Linked DNA regions of Arachis hypogaea: region 1 is linked to region 2. Evidence: chromatin contacts called from public Hi-C data. All regions are on one chromosome and are shown on one strand. The core of a region is the stretch at or near the end of the contact, and the rest is flanking DNA. Distances in the headings are between cores, read along the strand shown.

The links. Hi-C and Micro-C count contacts between places; a contact is called where the count stands out from the background.
Region 1: a contact with region 2 is called in a Hi-C map of an unstated tissue, with 4 times the contacts expected there. The contact joins the promoter of LOC112727720 here to the enhancer-like site in region 2. A contact is called at or near these places in 3 of 8 Hi-C or Micro-C datasets (leaf and an unstated tissue).

What each region holds. Positions count from the first base shown.
Region 1 is chr12:92,696,648-92,702,437 of arahy.Tifrunner.gnm2.J5K5, reverse strand. It overlaps LOC112727720, which reads right to left and starts at 1,461. Exons shown (of 11, transcript XM_025777597.3): 1 at 1,328-1,461; 2 at 1-1,016. The coding sequence starts at 982. LOC112727719 (retrovirus-related Pol polyprotein from transposon TNT 1-94) reads right to left here. Exons shown (of 6, transcript XM_025777595.3): 6 at 1,140-5,790. The coding sequence ends at 1,855.
Region 2 is chr12:92,569,671-92,575,653 of arahy.Tifrunner.gnm2.J5K5, reverse strand. No RefSeq gene overlaps it. Among protein-coding and RNA genes, the nearest start is that of LOC112729322, 16 kb to the left of the region's middle. Within about 2 kb of position 2,418, at least 2 of the 3 cell types and tissues checked have open chromatin away from gene starts, as enhancers often do.

The DNA of each region.
Region 1 (5,790 bases), core at 212-2,711, 130 kb before region 2:
TATTGTACCTTTCTAATTTATCAAACATCAGATCACTTGGCAACATGCAAGCCTCACGAACTTCTAATCCTAGAGCTGTCAAGTTCAACAACTGTCGGAATTCATCAAGGCTGGCATTTTTTGTTTTGCTGACTAAATTTTCACCATTCCAATCAATTGAAATACCTCTCATGTAAAACTCCTCCAAACTGATCAATCTTGATATGATGTTTTGCGGGATGACTTCAACTCCAGAGTAGCACATAAGTAACATTTTTAGCTTAGTCAACTGACCAATTTCACTAGGAAAGTTTATCATGGAAGAACACCAGAGGTTAAGAATTTCTAGATTTTTCAAAGCTCCTATTCCATCCATACTTTGTAGAACACATATAAACAAGTGCAATGTTTGAAGGCTAGTTAGCCCACAAATAGATGTTGGTAACAAAGGCAAGTTTATGCATCTCAATTCTAACACTTTGAGGCTTTTCATTCCCTCAAAGAAAGAATCAGGGATTTCCAGAGAACGATCAGCACTATTCAATACAAAAAGCAAAAGATTAGGACAATCTAACTTTTCAGGAAGCTTATTGATGATGCAATTATCCAGGACAATCTGGGAGCAGCTTCTTAGAAATCCCTCTGTCGGCCATTCCTTCAAGGCATCTCCATGCTTTGTTGTAAAAACATGGCGATCCCGTTTTGCTATGGATACAGCTACTTCACGAACAATGTCATGCACATACAACAGACAAGAAGACATACGACCTTCATACATCAGACAAGAGGCCTTCAAGGTGTCAAGTATTCTGAATAACCTATTTCTTGCAGCGGCTAGTGTGTTTATTCCTTTAAATAGGTCTAAACCCATGGCGCATGTCACTATGTACTCTGGAATAAAAAAGGATCCCATTACGGAACAAAGCAAGAGTACATCCTTCATCTCCTCAGATTCCAACCAATTGTAACTCAATTCCAGTGCTGAATAAGTGACCGCATCCATGTCTCCACTATTGGCACCATCTAACTGATAGAGCCTAGCAGCGGAAACGACACAAATGTCCAATACAAGAACAATATGGAAGCACTCACAACACAATATGGCAGCAACTATAACAAGCAAATATAGCAAGTAAAGCAATAATAAGAACACACCGAGATTTTAACGTGGAAAACCCCCTCAATGTGAGAGGTAAAAACCACGAGTCGTCCAGACCAATGAAATAGCTCCACTATAATCAAATGAGGTACAAGAGAGTCTCAAACAAAGCACAAAAATGTGCATATAACCAGCCAAAACATCAAAGCACCAAAGCTCACAAATGAAAAGCAAGAAGATGAAATATACCCAAAAAACAGAGCTACTGTCGAAGCCAATTTCTCCCTCTGCAGACCTCCAATTAAAATCTCCACCGTCCAGAATGAAGAACAAGATGTGAAGAATCTACAGTTCAAATTTCACGTCGATCCAACGGTGAAAGAATGAGAAACTGCCGTTCCAAAATTGCTGCTCTGTGTAAAAACGGGAAACCTAATTTCTCTCTTGCGAAGCCAATTTCTCTCACTGCAAATCTCCAATCAACATCTCCACCGACCAGAATGAAGAACAAGATGATAGGAACATGCAGTTTAAATTTCAAGCCGATCCAACGGTGAACAACTCAGAAACTGACATTAGAAATTTACTGCTTTGGGCAAAAACGGGAATTCTGTTTTTCCCTTTTCTCTCACTTGGTGGCTACTCTCTCTCACTCTCAATGACCCCCAAAAATCTGAACTAGGGTTGTGGCACAATGGGTGCAAGAGACACCCTCAAAATGTTGGGCTTGGGCCTCACAAAGGAGAGAAAAACCCAACAAATCTCCCCCTTCTCGACTAGGTGGAGGCTCTCGCCATTCCGGCGATCAAACAACATGTTTCAAACTTTTCTCTTGACAATGCTTTTGTCATCATATCAGCACCATTGTCATCAGTGTGAACTTTCTCAAGTTCCAACAACTTTGAATCTAACACATCCCGTATCCAGTGATACCTAACATCAATGTGTTTAGATCTTGGATGAAAAGTAGAATTCTTGGCAAGATGAATAGCACTTTGGCTATCACACAACAACACATAACGGTCTTGCTTGAAACCAAGTGCTGCAAGAAACTTCTTCATCCACAACAACTCTTTACATGCTTCAGTTGCTGCAATAAACTCTGTCTCTGTGGTAGAAAGTGCAACACACTTTTGTAGCCTTGACTGCCATGAAATAGCTCCCCCTGCAAACTTGACCAAATAACCTGAAGTAGACTTTCGAGAATCAATATCTCCTGCCATGTCTGCATCAGTAAAGCCAACTAGCAAAGGTTTCTCACCACCAAAACTCAAACTCAAGTTAGTTGTACCTTTGAGATATCTCATAATCCATTTAACAGCATTCCAATGTTCTTTACCTGGATTAGAGAGAAAACGACTCACAGTACCAACTGCATGAGCAATGTCTGGTCTAGTACACACCATAGCATACATCAAGCTTCCAACAGCTGAGGCATAAGGAATTTCATCCATTGCTTGTTTCTCCTCATCAGTGGTTGGACACTGCTTGGTACTCAACTTAAAATGAGGAGCAAAAGAACTAGCAACACATTTGGCATCATTCATGCCAAACCTTTGAAGCACCTTCTTTATGTACTTCTCCTGTGACAAATAAAGCTTCTTGGAATCTCTATAACGAGTAATAGTCATGCCCAAAATTTGTTTGGCAGGACCCAAGTCCTTCATAGCAAAGAACTTACTCAACTGTTTCTTCAACTCATTAATCCTCAAAGCATTCTTGCCCACAATCAAAATATCATCCACATAAAGCAAAAGAATGATAAAATCATCATCAGAAAATTTTTGCACAAATACACAATGATCTGAAGTTGTCTTACGGTAACCATGCTTCCCCATAACAGATTCAAACTTCTTGTACCACTGTCTTGGAGCTTGCTTCAACCCATAAAGACTCTTCTTAAGCTTGCACACAAAATCTTCCTTTCCTTTAACAACAAAGCCCTCCGGTTGCTCCATGTAGATCTCCTTGTCTAAATCACCATGAAGAAAAGCTGTCTTCACATCCATTTGCTCAATCTCCAAATCAAGAGACGCTGCTAATCCAAGCACAGCACGAATGGATGACATCCTCACAACAGGAGAAAAGATCTCCTCATAATCAACACCTTTTCTCTGGCTAAAGCCTCTAACAACCAATCTAGCCTTATACCGAGGCTTAGAATTGTGTTCTTCATTCTTGATTCTGAATACCCATTTGTTCTTCAAAACTCGCATACCCTTCGGTAGCTTCACCAACTCATAGGTATCATTCTCAAGCAAGGACTTCATTTCTTCTTGCATAGCTTCAAGCCATTGAGCTTTGCTTTCATCTTCAACAGCCTCTCCAAAGCATTCAGGTTCTCCCCCATCAGTCAACAAAACAAACTCATGTGGAGAATACCTTGATGAAGGCTTCCGCTCTCTTGTAGACCTTCTGAGTGCATTTGCAGGAATTTCCAAAGCTGGTTCTTCATCTTGATCATCATCACCAACTTCATCAAGTATCGGATCAATTGTTCCATCTTCACCTGCACTTGTATCATGCTCATTATTTTGAGCTTCAACTCTACCATCTTCTACCATAGGCATAGAGGGAGTAATATCCAAGTCAGAAAAATCATCACTAGGCTGAACCATTGGCTTCTCAGCATTATCAACATCCTTCAATGTTTGGTCTTCAACAAAGACAACATCTCTACTCCGAATCACCTTCTTGCTAACAGGATCATAAAACATGTAACCAAACTCATCCATGCCATAGCCAATAAAAATACACTGCCTAGTCTTTACATCAAGCTTAGATCTCTCATCTTTGGGAATATGAACAAAAGCTTTACATCCAAAGACTCTTAAATGATCATAAGAAACATCTTTACCTGACCATACCTTCTCTGGCACTTCAAATTGCAAAGGAACACATGGTGTCCGGTTCAAGACATGAACAACAGTGCTCAAAGCTTCACCCCAAAAGGATTTTGCCAATCCAGACTGCGACAATAAGCACCTAACTCTTTCAACCAGTGTTCTGTTCATTCTTTCAGCCAAGCCATTCAACTGAGGAGTCTTCGGAGGAGTCTTCTGATGTCTTATACCATGCTCTTTACAATAAGCATCAAATGGACCTGAGTACTCACCACCATTGTCAGTACGAATGCATTTCAACTTCTTCCCAGTTTCTCTTTCAACAGAAGCTTGAAATTGCTTGAACACATTCAAAACTTGATCTTTGGTCTTCAAAGTGTAAACCCATAATTTTCTAGAATGATCATCAATAAAGGTTACAAAATAGATAGACCCTCCAAGTGTTCTTGTCTTCATCGGCCCACATACATCAGAATGTACCAAGTCAAGTATCTCCGGCTTCCTTGAAGGTGGATGGCTCTTAAAAGAAACCCTGTTTTGTTTCCCAGCAAAGCAATGGTTGCACTTTTGCAAAGCAACCTTACAACCAGATAAAAGATTTCTCTTGGATAACATATTCATACCCTTCTCACTCATATGACATAATCTCTTATGCCATAAATCAGTTTCATCAACAAACTCAGCAGCATTAATAACATCTTTCACAATCTTTGCTTGAGTTAAATAAAGAGTAGAGTGTCGAGTACCTCTAGCAACAACCATGGAACCCTTGGTGAGCTTCCAACTATCACGAGAAAATGAGCTATCCAAGTCTTCATCACACAACTTACCAACAGAAAGTAAGTTCAACCGAATATCTGGAACATGCTTCACACGCTTCAAAGTCAACTTGGTACCATTGGAGGTTTCTAAGCAAACCTGTCCAACACCAGCACATTTTGCAACACCTTGATGAGCCATTTTCACATCACCAAAATCACCAGGAGTATAAGATGTAAACAAATCCCTCCTAGATGTAACATGAATAGAAGCACCACTATCAATCACCCAACTAGTGCTATTATCAACAAGGTTAACAGATTCAAACTCCTCAACAACAAGAAAATCATCATGAGTTACATTAACCTTGTCTTCATTACTACCATCATCTTTATTTTTGCTCTTGTCTTTACTTGCCTTGGCTTTCTCCTTCTTTAGCTGCCAACAAAATCTCTTCACATGTCCCTTTTGACCACAATGATGACACTCAATGTTCTTATACTTTCCTCGAGACTTGCTTCTGCTTTGATCTCTACCTTTAGGACCTCGACTTTTGCTTCTCCCCCTAGACTCAGAAACAAGAACATCTGAATGTGTAGTCGATGTACCTTGTGACTTTCTTCTCATCTCTTCATTCAAAACACTGCTCTTGGCAAGATCCATAGAGATTACACCATCAGGAGCAGAATTAGACAATGACATTCTGAGAATTTCCCACGAGTCTGGTAAGGAGCCAAGAAGTAACAATCCTTGAACCTCTTCATCAAACTTGATACCCATGGAAGATAACTGATTCATAATTCCTTGGAAGTTATTCAAGTGATCTGTCATTGATGTCCCATCTGTATACTTCAAAGCCAACAACTGCTTGATCAAAAACATCTTGTTATTCCCAGTTTTTCGAGCATACAACTGTTCAAGTTTAATCCAAAGAGTCCGAGCATGTGTCTCTCCAATAATATGGTTCAACACATTATCGTCAACCCACTGCCTAATATATCCACAGACTTGTCTATGCAACAAAGTCCAATCATCATCAGATTTATCATTAGGCTTCTCTGTACCAAAAACTGGTTGATGAAAATTCTTGACATAAAGCAAATCTTCCAT
Region 2 (5,983 bases), core at 1,169-3,668:
TTCTTACAATACATAACTAACATAGTAATTAAACTATCACTAACAAATACATATGTATAAGATTTAGGGTACCTTTTGCTGGTCGGAAATGAAGTTCCATCATTCCACTTTGCAGTCGTCGAGGTCATCTTGGAGAAGCTTTAGAAACCACTTCCAGCTTTGCTTGGTTTCACTATCAATATGAGTGGCAATCGATACTCCAACAGTAGCTTCTGCTACCCTTCACCGTTTGCTACGAACTACTCCGGCGGCAATGTGTAGCGACGTAGCATGACGACGACGGTTGACAAGGTTAGGGCTTTCTTCGAAACACCTATGTGAAAACAAGTTGGGGGAGGGAAGATGATATACAAGGTGAGTAAAAAGGGGGTTCTAAGCATACGAAATGACGTCGCAAATTGCCCCTAAAACACTACATTTTGTGTTAGGTAGAAGGGGCCAATTTGTGCTCCTTCATTATGTGACTCAGTAGCTTAACGACACGCGTAGGATGGATCCATTTTCGAAGGACCAATTTGACGGACATCGTTAAAAGTTGGGGCAAAATTGATGATTATTTTTCTTGGGGGCTAAGATATCCACTTCAAAATTTCTTGGGGTCCAATTTAGGTAAATACTAAAAAAAAAAATATAATGACCCAGTCCGGGTTATAGAAACCAGTTGGGTCACTGCCTCACTGGTTTTGCTAAAAATCGGCCCAGTCAACTAGAGTTCAGCGATCCGATGCTTGGACGATCAAACGAGTGGCTTGGTCTAACCAAGTGACTGAGTGACCGAATTTCGATCAAACCGGCCGAGTCGAGCCAAATTTTCATAACTATGGTTTAAACACTTTCTCAAGATCTAGTGGAAAATGGATAAGAGAAAGAGGGTTTATGCAATCACAGTCACTCATGTTGCAAACTTTGGACTCATTTTAAATGGGCCGGATCCATTTTTCAGTAAAATAAAATCAAAAGATAATGATAAGTAGTAGGTTTTAGGCCTATTCCATGCCCAAAACAAAACTGAGGGAATAGTATCGAATGACAACGTCTTCTTCTATCGTACCACGGCGGAATCTTCTTTAGTGGTAGGGCAGTTGGTACTGTTACTACTATAATAAAGTTATATAGAATTTGAGGTTTGTATAAAGAATGATACAACTTTAATTTCTATTTTATAATAAAATTGTCATGTGAGAAAAATATTTATGATTTCTTTCCACCTAGCACATTAGGCATTTTGGTACCAATTCTAATTTTAGACATTTCAGGCTCTGGAATCTGATGAAAGATCTTCGGAATCCAACGCATAACCAACTAAATAGAACTACATGAATAAAAAAATAAATCGATTTAATAAAACCATCCTACATTACACAAAAGAAACATTCGCAATACCAAATCCCAACAAGTATCCAACCTCGGACTACCAAAATAGCCTAAATCAAGAAGAAACATCCAACATGCATGAAACATCCACCTAAAATCAAATAAACATCCCTCTACAATCAAGAAGAAATATCTAGTACATCTAAAAAACTAAACATCAATCGAAAATCATGAAGAAACATCCAATTCATCCAAAATCAAAGAAACATCCATCTAAAAGAAAAGTAAATATTACATGAATGTTTCTTTGATTTAAGATGGATTGGATGTTTCTTTGCTTTTATATGGATGTTTTCTCCTGATTTTATATGGATGCTTTCTTTTTTAGATATACTAGATATTTCTTCCTGGCTTTAGATGGATGTTTCTTTTTTTCGATGGATTGGACATTTCTTCCTGATTTTACATGGATGTTTCTTTTTTCTAGATGGATGTTTATTTGATTTTAGATGGACGTTACTTTGCTTTTAGATTAATGTTTTTTTGATTTTAGGTAGTTGTTTCATGCATGTTGGATGTTTCTTCCTGATTTATGATATTTGGTAGTCCGAAATTGGATACTTGATGGGGTTGGTATTGCGGATGTTTCTTTCAATATAATGTAAGATGGTTTTACTAAATTGACTTATTTTTTTATTCATATATTTCTATTTAGTTGATTATGCATTGGATTCCAAAGTTCTTCCATCGAATTCCAGAGCTCGAAATATCTAAAATTAGAATTGCTACAAAAATGCCTAATGTGCCGGTGAAAAGAAATCATAAAAATTTTCTTTACATGAAAATTTTTTTATAAAATAAAAATTACAATTATATCCTTCTTTATACAAACTCCAAATTCTATACAACTTCCTTAGAGTAGTAGTAGTACCAACCACCCCACCACTAAGGAAGATTCCGCCGTGGCACGACAGAGGAAGACATTGTTGTTCAATAATGTTCCCTCGGTTTTGTTTTTGGGTTTGGAATGGGCCCAAAACCTACTAGTTATCGTTATCTTTTGGTTCTATTGTACGAACAAATGGGTCCGGCCCATTTAAGATGAGTCCAAATTTTGTAGCATGTGTAACATGATTGCATAAACCCTCTCTCTCTTCCCCATTTTCCACTAGACCCTGAGAAAGTGTTTAAACCCTTGCTCCACCTCCTCGTCTTCTTTTTCTTCTTTGTTGTTATTTGCAGGTTTTTGCAGAAAATGAATTCGCTGGGTGTTAGACTTGCGAAGCATTTTCGTATATCTTCTCTGAGCTCCTCTTCCCATGGTGTGTGTTATACTTTCCATTTTTTCCATTCTTTTATTATTATTTCATTTTAAGTGTGTAACCTCTTTGAATAGGTTTCTGTTGTTCTCATTACTAGAACACATTTACTCATTTTATGTCGTAACCTTATTTTAAAGTCACTGTAAGATTACTAATGTAGATTCCTGAACTAACAATTAAAGCCAAATGTTTTCTTATTGGCCAATGGATGAACTAAAATGTTTTCTCATGTTTTTTTTATTAATTAAACTTAGATTTTTTTTAATTAATCCCTAGTTTTGTTTTTCTTAGAATTATTTAGATTGCACTTCAACTAAATATGTTTGAGCTAATCTTGTTTGTTCAAAGGAGAATTTCAACGACATGCGCTGGGAAAACTGACTTGCTGCTTGAGATTATGTTCAATGATGAGGGCTTAAATAATATAGTTAATGATGATCGAAAAAATGAAGAGCTGGATGATGAATTTGATTATTTTCTTGGTAGCAAGACAGATCTAGAATTGCAGGGTGTGGATCCAAAGAGGGTTTGGGGATTTCGAGGAGTGCACAAGGTATCCGATGGAAAATGTATTCTTTGATGCTTTTGTATTTATTGGTTTTATTAATAACTCACTTGTTGCTCTTAGTGTTGTATAGTTTACGTTGACACATGTTGATGAAGTCATTGACGAGTTCTTACAAAAGATTATTCTTGATATTATTTTGCCATGTGTCAAGAGAAGGTATGTATTATAGATATTTTTGTTGAATCATTTTTTTATGTCTCTCTACTCTCTGGCTTTAATATTTGATTTATCTTTTGTTTTAAAAAAATTACTCTGATATTATAATTATGCTTTGCTTTTTCAGTCGCTTCCATACTACTGAATTTTGAATTATATTTATCCTATTTTCTTTGTTGATGGATTAGATTTAAAAGATAAGATACGTGTCAAGTCTTTCCGTAGACCTTTTGAAGATCCAATTTTGGGTAACATTTGGAAACAAATTGATTCTGGTAGTAAATCATCTGTTATTCAAGGCAGAGTTTGTTTGATGTATGTTATTAGAGGCTAAGGCGGAGACATAATGATATATAGAGTAAGATCCTTTATTTGTGTGCTAGTTGTGACTTGTCCTTCTTCACTAGAAACTCTATGATATCTTGAAATATTTCTGTAAAATAACTCCATTATTCAACAGTTGGTGATTCCAAAAACCAATATGGAAATGTGATGACTTCAATATCAAATTCGGACACTGTAAGATGTTCAAGGTTCTTGTATTGGTCTTGTTTTGTAATATAACCTCAACATCATTATTGTTCACTATCAAAGCATTCAAGTTTGGAAATACCTGATGAATAAAAAAAAAACAATACAGGTTAGGACCTATAGAAGTTTATATTCCATTAATTATCGTGTGAATATATACAACAGCAAAGAATATAGATATCTCCAATTCTCTAACACGATATATTATTTATCTTCAGAGTTTCCAAAATACTTTTTTTTTACGGAATGAGTGATTTTTTCTTCAAGTAATTAATTGATTACCATAAGATAATCAAAGAGAAATGACATTAAGTTATTACTATATTTGGCTTTAAGAAAAAATGACAGCTACACTAAATAAAAATAGTGAAGTTCATAATTCTCATATAAATATTATCAATATAGTTTTCTTATGAATATTTAGCAACATAATTTAGCTACTTTATCTTATCTAATTAGATTCCTTATACAAAAATGAAGAAAGACATTGGAAGTGCTTCAACTGTTAGTGGCATACGAATATTAAGAGCAATGCAAATAACTTGCCAAAAGAAAATAAAATTAAAATAAATATTTCTGTCATTTTACCCAAGTGACAATTAATAAATTAAAGGTGGCCAATAAGTATTCAATCAAGTTGTTCCCTAATTCAACTTTTGATTTTCATCATGTCATTTGACTCATGCTAATATGCATGGTTAAATTTCACAAAATGACATCATTTTTTATGGTAGACATCAAACAACACGAAGTGAAAAAATGTGTTGGAAAATAACATAATGCATGTGATGTGATGTGGTGTGTTGAAATTATATGAAATTTATATCACTATTTATGATAAACATGTTATTTATTTTACAATTAAATTTGGACATCAATTTGAGCTTTACTGAAAATTTTTGCAGAATTGTTTTGTATTTGGATCATAACTTTGAGTTATTTGTAGTGCTATAACACATGTTTCTTTGTCTTGTAGGAAAATTAAGAAAATTACTTGCAAATCTTATGAAGATCATTGAAGGTGAATCACAACTATTGATGAGGATGGCTTTTAGGTAAGGTTGCTATGCTTCTGAAGTCCAAATATCTTTTTAGATAGAACCGGTTGAGACGAGTAGTGATGATAAGTTGATAACCTCAATGTGGTAGAGCAGCTCATTGAGTCATGATTATATGAGAGCTAATATGTCTTGTAGTAACTAGACAAGACATTGCATGAAATACTTGAAAGGATGACACTTGAAATATCGGGCATCCCAAACACAAAAAGCATCGGTACTTATTTGGAGTTATTAAAGCTTATATTTGGTGAAGCCGCCAATTACTTAATGTGAAGAGTCCCTTTTATTGCATGATATATCGGATTCAGATTACATAGTTTGTAGTCCATATTATGATCATTGTTCTTATGTTGCATAGGGGACATTTCACATAGAGGATTATTTGGAGAGGAAAAAGATTAAGAAGTCCACATTAATTCAGCCAAAAACTTGAAAATTAGATAATAAATAGATGGAAAAGAAAGAACTTCTAAAAAAAATTCAAAGACAATCAAAACATCCAAAATTAAAGTGAAAAAAAACATTTGAAAGTGAAAAAAAAAAAAACTAATTTCAGCATTGAATTTATAATTTATAATTTAGGATTTAGAATTTATAATTTTGGATTTAAAATTTAGAATTTAGGGTTGAGGGTGGCTGACCGATGACGATAGCAATGGGATGGCGGGCGGCAGTAGTGGTGGTGGATGGTTGGTGGTATGGGTGAAATTATAGTATTAGAAAGATGGGAAAAAAGGATGAAAAGATAGAAAAAGTATAAGTAATCAACTCCATATGCAACCAAGAGGAGCCAACTTTTCAAAAAATCTAGTTTTTAAATTTCAAAAAACTAGGTTTCCGCTCAAATAACACGCGCCTTTCCACTTCATCCTTCTCACATCTCTTATTGCTGATCGTCACTCGTCATTCTCCTCACTAGCTCATCTGCTTCGTTTCTGTGCTATCAGTGTTTGCTCTCCTCTGCTTCCTCTGCGCCTGTGCCTCCTCTGTTAGTGTGATCCCAACCGCCTTGGCTCTGTCGTGGTCGCCGC